2 separate regions of the Sus scrofa genome follow, and region 1 is linked to region 2. The links are chromatin contacts, called in public HiChIP or PLAC-seq maps. All regions are on one chromosome and are shown on one strand. Each heading gives the region's core, a stretch centred on a gene start, on an enhancer-like site or on the middle of the called end of the contact. The rest is flanking DNA. Distances are from core to core; before and after follow the strand shown.

Region 1 (3,532 bases), core at 881-3,380, 660 kb after region 2:
AAAATACTTATAAGGAAAAAAACAGAATCAAAAGAAAGCATTAGGAGTTCCTGTCGTGGCGCAGTGGTTAACGAATCCGACTAGGAACCATGAGGTTGTGGGTTCGATCCCTGCCCTTGCTCAGTGGGTTAAGGATCCTGTGTTGCCGTGAGCTGTGGCGTAGGCCAGCGGCTACAGATCTGATTAGACCCCTAGCCTGGGAACCTCCATATGCTGCGGGAGCGGCCCAAGAAATGGCAAAAAGAAAAAAAAAATTAAAAAAAAATAAATAGTTCAAGTGCTATGAAGTTATATAAAAATCATAAAGACAATCATTATGTGGCTGAATTTTGGGAGGTACTGCATTACTTTATGACCAATTATGATCAACTAAAGGAAAATATAAAAACAGACCCCTGCTGTTGCTACAAATTGTCAGTAATCTCCATCAGGAAGAGCACTAACAAGCCACAATGATGATGGCCTTTATTTTGAAAAATAAGAGAATCCCTTAGATGATACAACTGGGGTCCAAAGTACTAGGAATCTGAAAAGTCGAGAAGGGTCCCAACAGAGGGCCTTTTCCCTCTGTCTGCCTTCTGCACTGAAGGAACAGGGGCTTCGGAGTTCTGCTCGTGGCTCAGCGGGTTAAGAATGTGACCAGTATCCATGAGGATATGGGTTCGATCACCTAGCCTCGCTCAGTGGGTTAAGGATCTGGCGGTGCCATGAGCTGTAGTGTAGGTTGCAGATGCAGCTCGGATCTGGCATTGCTGTGGCACAGGCTGGCAGCCACAGCTCTGATTCAACCTCTAGCCTGGGAACTTCCATGTGACACAGGAACGGCCCTAAAAAGAAAAAAAGAAGAAGAAAAAAAAAAAGCTGTAGGAACAGCCCTAAAAAGAAAAAAAGAAAAAAGAAAACAAAAACAAAAACAAAAACAACAACAGGGGCCTCACAGCAGAAACTGACACAATGTTGTAAATCAACTATATTTTAATTTAAAAAAGAAAAGAAAAAAACAACAGGGGCTTCCAGGATTCCATGCCTCTGCGGAGGAAACTTTTCATCTCCATTCTTCACATCCTCCTTACACTAAAAGACTTCCAAAGAGGCTCATGATGTCAACTGCAGGAAGCAAATGTGCAGTCACTGACAAGTGTGCAAGACTTGGGTGACTGGGAGGAAGAATTCCCACAGGCTCTTTTCTTATATGAAGACTCTATAGCCACTGACTCCTGATACCCTGGCCTCTAGCCCTCTCTGATTGGAAAGATGCTCCAGATACCTTTTTTTTTTTTTTTCTTTTAAGCCCTGAAATCTAGCATTTTGGAACTAATGCCTCCAAGAGCATGAGGCCCATATTTCCCTGCACTCTGACTCATAACACGTTACAGATATTAAGTCCACAGAAACTAAACCAAGCATGTAATTAAACATAGTAGGAAACAGGTTCTGAGGAGGTGATGTGCCTAACATCCCAATCTCCTAACTCCCAATAGCTTCTTTTTTTCCCCCTCTAGACCCGAGATCTTAAAATGGCCAAATTAGAACTAGACACAGGCTGGTCTAACTGCATTTAGTGGCCATAGGGAAGGGCAAAAACCTAAAAAAGATACTGCCTTCAATGTTGTCTATCTCCCTCCCCACAACCCATCCAACCTTGACTGCAGATGGGTCCTAAACCCGACATACTATTTCCGACCCCAGGCAGTACTGTGGGATGACGAGCAGGAAGAATATACCAAGAAAAACGGAAGGAGGTACGCGACCACTGGTGGATTCTTAAGATAAAAATTTTTAACCTGCCACCTTTGAGAAAGAAGGGGCGCATCTCCGAGGAAAAAGGCCCGCAGATTTCGCAGCCCTCACAGTGGTCCCCTCACCCACACAACTCGAGGGCATCTCTCTCAGACCCTGATCCCGATCCTCCTCTCGGGGACACTGGAGGCTCCACCGGCCCTTCACCACCCCAAGCTTCGCCCCACGAAATCCCTTGAAGTCCTACCAAGTCACTCCCATGATGTTAGGCCAGGAAGATGACAGTACTGAACAGCTGATACGCAGTGCTCTGCTGCAGCCCACGCGAGGTGAAACCACCGACCTAACGAAAGCTTCGGTAGTAGGAGGTGCTCCGGAAATAACGTAAAAAGTGCGAGTCCCTTCGGCGGCCACGAGGAACGGGGCGTACAGGCGCCTCCAGTGACGTCACTGCAGGGCTCCGCCCCCTAGGCTTGCAGCTCGGGGACTTCCTATTCGACAAATCACCCCGGGCCTAGATTCATGAAGCTAAGAAAGCGTGGCTTGGACTGCCACTGCTTAGAGAAGGCGATGTTAATTGCAATGAGTTTATTCGGGAGTCCAGCTCCAGGACTCAGGAGCTCTATCAGGGGGTGGGGCGGGGATGGTGGCAGGTCCGGCCTCCGAACACCAGGGGGCGCTGTAATCACCGTCTGGCCTCTGGGGAGTTCCCTGCGCCGGCGCACTCAGAGCTTTTCCTCTGTCCCCACATGTGAAACTTCCCGGCGAGGTTTTCTAGCGAAATGCCCAAACTCAAGGCCGCCCGCGGGGCCGAGGGTCAGGAAAAGCATGCGCCCCTGGCCGACCAAATCCTGGCTGGGAATGCGGTGCGGGCGGGGACCCGGGAAAAGCGGCGGGGTCGCGGAACCGGAGAAGAGGAGGAGGAGTACGTGGGGCCTCGGCTGACCCGACGGATTTTGCAACAAGCGCGGCAGCAGCAAGAGGAGCTCGAGGCTGAGCATGGGACCGGGGACAGGCCGGCGGCACCTCAAGATCGCACCACGCGGCTGGGTGAGTAGCGAGAGTGGGTGCGAGAAAGAGGATGGGTAGTTGGTAGTGGTAGGCTGAAAAGTGTCCGGCAGGATAATAGTTTGGAATTAAAAAAAAAAAAAAAAACCCAGGGGGGCGTATTACACTCTAGCAAAGGTAATGGAATGGGAGACCCAGCCCTGGCCGGATTTAGGGTGGCTGGAGACCTTCACCTAAAAGTTGAGAGTTAAGTTTTATTTGGAGCAAAATTAGGACCTAGGCCCGGGAGACAGAATCTCAGGTAGCACGGAGGAAACCGGTGCGAGGAGGGGAGCTAGGATATGAGGCAGGTAGTGTTGCCAAAACTCTGTCTCTGTCCTCCGATGCCCAGTTGAAGCACAGAGACAGGGTTTTGGGTGAAGAAGAAAAAGATATCTCTATTGCTCTGCCAAAGGAGGGCCAGAGCAGGTTAGTGCCCTAAAGACTATGGTCCCCTTGAGAGAGATTAGGAGATGGTTTTACAGTGTAAGAGTGGAAAATAGAGCCGCAGTTAAGGACCAGGGTCGAGGCAAACTTGCACGGTTTCTCACGCTCCTGTTTAGTGGCCCCAGGACTGGTTCTGGTGGTCCTCCTTTTTTCCACTGAAGAATGCTTCATACTTCATCAAGTAATAGTTCTGCAGAAGGGCTCAAAGATACTATGTATATTCCTTGAGGAGGAATCTGGACCTGCCCCAAGGTTGCACTATTGTCTCTGTTTTTTGTTTTTTTTTTTTTTTGCTTTT
Region 2 (3,677 bases), core at 539-3,038:
CAATGAGGAGTTTATATCCTTTGGTTTCTTTAATACTCATGCAGAGTTCAGAAAGAAATTACTCAGATCTAATTTCTAGTACTTAAGCCAACACCTAGTTCTAAAATGCTATTTATTTGTGTCTGTAAGTTTGTACATAATAATACCAACCTCATTTTTGTTGTGGGGGGGTGGGTTTTGTTTTTTGGGTTTTTTTTTTTTTTTTTCATGAGTTTGAGTTTGGTTTATTTGAAATGAAATGCATCAGTTGTCATTTTGTCATTGCATTTCAGGTAGCTCATGGCCCCTTTATTGTGGTCATTTTAGCACGTAATAACCCACAAAGTGGGACTGAAGTTTGGATTTTTTTTCTTTGTTGCTAGAAATTCTTTTATCCATTTGTCCTTGAGACTGTAGTGATTACTTCATAGATGCAAAAAGAATGAATGGATGAGTGAATAACTAGTTTAATGTGTAGTTCTTTCACTTCTTGAGTGTTTCTTGGGTTTGGTTTTTTTGTTTTTTGGTTTTTTTTTTTGCAGGATAATTGTAAATGTATATATTTTAATTGCACTGGTACATCGAACATGTCAGTGTCTCTACCACTGGACCAACAGAGCATTTTTCTGGCTAATGAGTGCCTGATAATAATGTCTTGATTTTCCTTTGGGACTAAACTACACAGGTTTTTTTCCTCCCAGCAGTAGGGGAGCACAGGTGATGGATCATTGATGTCATTTCAATTGTTATTTTTTAAAATAAATAAATTTATAAAAATGCTAAAAAGTGTCTTGAGTTTTGAGGAGTCTACATCCCTTGGGTTATGTTTATAATGGTTGGTAAACCATAAATACACATGCAAGTTCTGTGGACAGTGTGTCAAACTTACAGAGGTTGTCCAGCATCTCAGCTGTGTATCTCCCCTTGGTCTCTTTTCCTTCCCTTTTGGTCCTCCCACCCTACTAAGGAGATTCTGACATCTGTGGGCTGATCATACATTTGGTCTTCTCACTGCAAGTGTTAATGAAAACATAATGAAAGTAATTCCATTAGTAAGATTAGCCCTTTAGTTTTCACCAAAACAGCCTCAATTTATGGTGTGTTGTAGAACTAAAGAAGTGAAGACGTAATTTTTAGATTGTTTTTATTTATGTTAAAAAACATGCATTTTCTGATGGTTAGAAATCACAACATGCTCATCCTTTTATTGTTTTGTATTCACAAATCTGAGCAATGGACTGGCAGCTTCAGATGTGCCATTTTCACACTCAAGTCAGGGACTTACTTGAGAAAAAACGCCCCCGGGGAGCATCCCATGAGATCCAGTGATCCATCCTGGCAGACAACAGAAGTGGAAGAAACTTCCTAACAAGGAAAAGGACTGTTAAATAGCTTCGGTGTGTATTTAAAAAGTATCCTGAATTTGCTTGTCCTTAGAAAACTAAAAAGACGACCTAGAAACGAAATTCCTACTTTAGTGGTAAGGGGAAAAGACCACCCTACTGAATTTATCCCAGGTGATTAGTTTCGTCGTGGAAGGATCACCAGTTTTCAAGGAGATCAAAAATTTCAGCTATTAACTATATGCTCCGCCCTTGCCCGCCTTCCGCCCCTCCCCCCCGGAAGCCAGAGCGAGGGAAAAAGGCAATGGGAAGCAGCTGGGGCGGGGCCTCCGGCGGCTTTCCATTGGTACTGACCCAAGGATCCCCGCGCTGATTGGTTGGTGGGAGGGACCGTAAGGGCCGTGGTTGCGGATTGGCTACTATTCGGAGTAAACTTGTTTCCGGTAGCTTGGCGGGCAGCCCCGCCGCCGCCATGGCGACCGGCGAGCGGGAGGCGGTGCCGCCTCAGTGGCCAGTAGAGGCCCGCTTGGCGGCGCTGCTGCCCGACCTGCTGGTTTTCAGGAAGCCCGGGGGATCAGAACCCGAGCTCGCCACGGCCCAGGGCGTCCTCCTTGGCGTCCACGTGACGGGTGAGGACAAGGGGAGGAGCGTCGCTCTCCCCGGCCTGCAGGAGGGGCAGCCGTTGGGCCTCAGCTCGTAGAGGCCTCGGCAGTTACCGGCCTGGCCCCGGAGCGAGCTAAGGCGCTCTTTCACTGCACTTTCCGCTGCCTCCGCGGGAAACAGGGTCATTTTCAGAGCAGGAGGACGCCTTTCGGGACGACCTTATGTATCCCGAGTTCACTTCAGAAATGGTGAAATTGAGGCTCAGAAAGGAGAAAGGACTTTAAAGCCATAACAGGTTTTGAACCCAAGTTTTCCCCCAATCCCGAACATTTCCCAGTAAGCATCCACCTAATCCAATGATTTTATTTGCTCAGTAATTCCTTCTTTGGGTCTATAAGTATGTGCCTGCCTTTATTCTAGGAGTTAAAAGACTTAGTAGCTACTATGAGAGGCCTTCATTTAACAGATATTTATGGAGTTTTATGTGTCATGGATATAAAGATGAGTGATTCAGGTGCCTGTCCTCAAGGAGCTCAGCTCACCATTTTAAGTTCTCCATAAAGGTTTTTAATCCATTCTCCTTGTCAGTGATTTCTCTCTCCCTCACAGAGCAAGAGAATCCTGTCGTTTCCCTTGGCCAGGGAGTCTTAAGAGGGTATGATGGGAAAGGAGTAACTGGATTCTGAGGAAAAAGTCACTTGTGGATGAATCTTCACCATCTGCAGCTTCTAGAAACGTGGGGGCGGGGGGGCTGCTCTGCACTCCCAGAGGCAGCAGCAATCAGCCTGGCTCTGAGTACTTGCTAAGGAACTTAGCAAGGATAATGAAATTACTCATCTTGAAGAGATATGCTTCCTTCACACTGGCCTGATGTGTGGAGGGGTTAGGGGTTAAAAGTTTAGGATTTGCAGCTAACGTAGTCATTTGTGCTTTGTTGGTCAGGGTTTACAGCATTAATGGACAGGTTCAGCCTGAGCTGCAAGTTGGAACATGACATGGACAAACTGGCCCACATCTTCAGCTATTACATTAGTGACATCGTGGAGCGTGAGTGACCACTGTAGGGGAGCAAGGAGGTGTGCTGGGCTCCTGAGGGTTTGCAACACAAGGACGCCTGGGGTACTTTAAAACAGATACTAAAGGGTCATTCCTTTGCTGTCACTCCTCTTTTATTTCTTCAGGTTTGCCACGAACAAGCTAGATCTTTGCCTGTATCTGTCATTCTCCTCAATCTCACATCTGTTGACTCAGTGTTCAGAAAGGGGGAAAAATGCTAATTTTAATTTGTACTTTGCATGTTTGTATTAATTAGTAAATAAGGTGTCCCTCAGTTTGTGTCTTCTAACCAGAATATAATGGGCCTCTTGTGTGTATATAAGATGTAATTTATAAAACACCTTCCCATTCTGTTATTGCATTTTGATCCCCTGTGAGGTAAGAATGAGTATTCTTTCTTTCTTGCTTAATCTGGGGGGAAAAGAAACCTTTTTGTTTGTACAGTAAACATGTTTTGAGTACCTGCCCTATGACATACACTGTAATAGGCGCAGGGAGTGCAAAACCCTGCTCTTCAAGGAGCTTTCAGTCTAGTTAGGTCTACCTAACAAATTGGTCCTATACCCTTTAGTACTAATAAAATATTCCCTTCCTTTACTGACAGTGTCCCATAGAGTTCTGGCTATCATTCCAAGAGTCACCACAATAGTTACTTTGCGGCATCTACTTTAGCCATATAAATGGCTATGTGAATCA

What was found. HiChIP or PLAC-seq counts read pairs in DNA pulled down with a chosen protein or histone mark.
Region 1: a contact with region 2 is called in an H3K27ac HiChIP or PLAC-seq map of alveolar macrophages. The contact joins the promoter of MED20 here to the promoter of LOC100737927 in region 2. A contact is called at or near these places in 1 of 5 promoter capture datasets (liver) and 1 of 2 datasets of contacts at active chromatin or transcription factors (alveolar macrophages).

The regions. Positions count from the first base shown.
Region 1 is chr7:37,072,020-37,075,551 of Sscrofa11.1, forward strand. MED20 (mediator complex subunit 20) reads right to left here and starts at 2,131. Exons shown (of 4, transcript NM_001206352.1): 1 at 1,988-2,131. The coding sequence starts at 2,001. BYSL (bystin like) reads left to right here and starts at 2,498. Exons shown (of 7, transcript NM_001130731.1): 1 at 2,498-2,790. The coding sequence starts at 2,523.
Region 2 is chr7:36,408,731-36,412,407 of Sscrofa11.1, forward strand. LOC100737927 (adenylate cyclase type 10) reads left to right here and starts at 1,789. Exons shown (of 32, transcript XM_021098668.1): 1 at 1,789-1,951; 2 at 2,868-2,972. The coding sequence starts at 1,795. It also overlaps a transcript of NFYA not described here.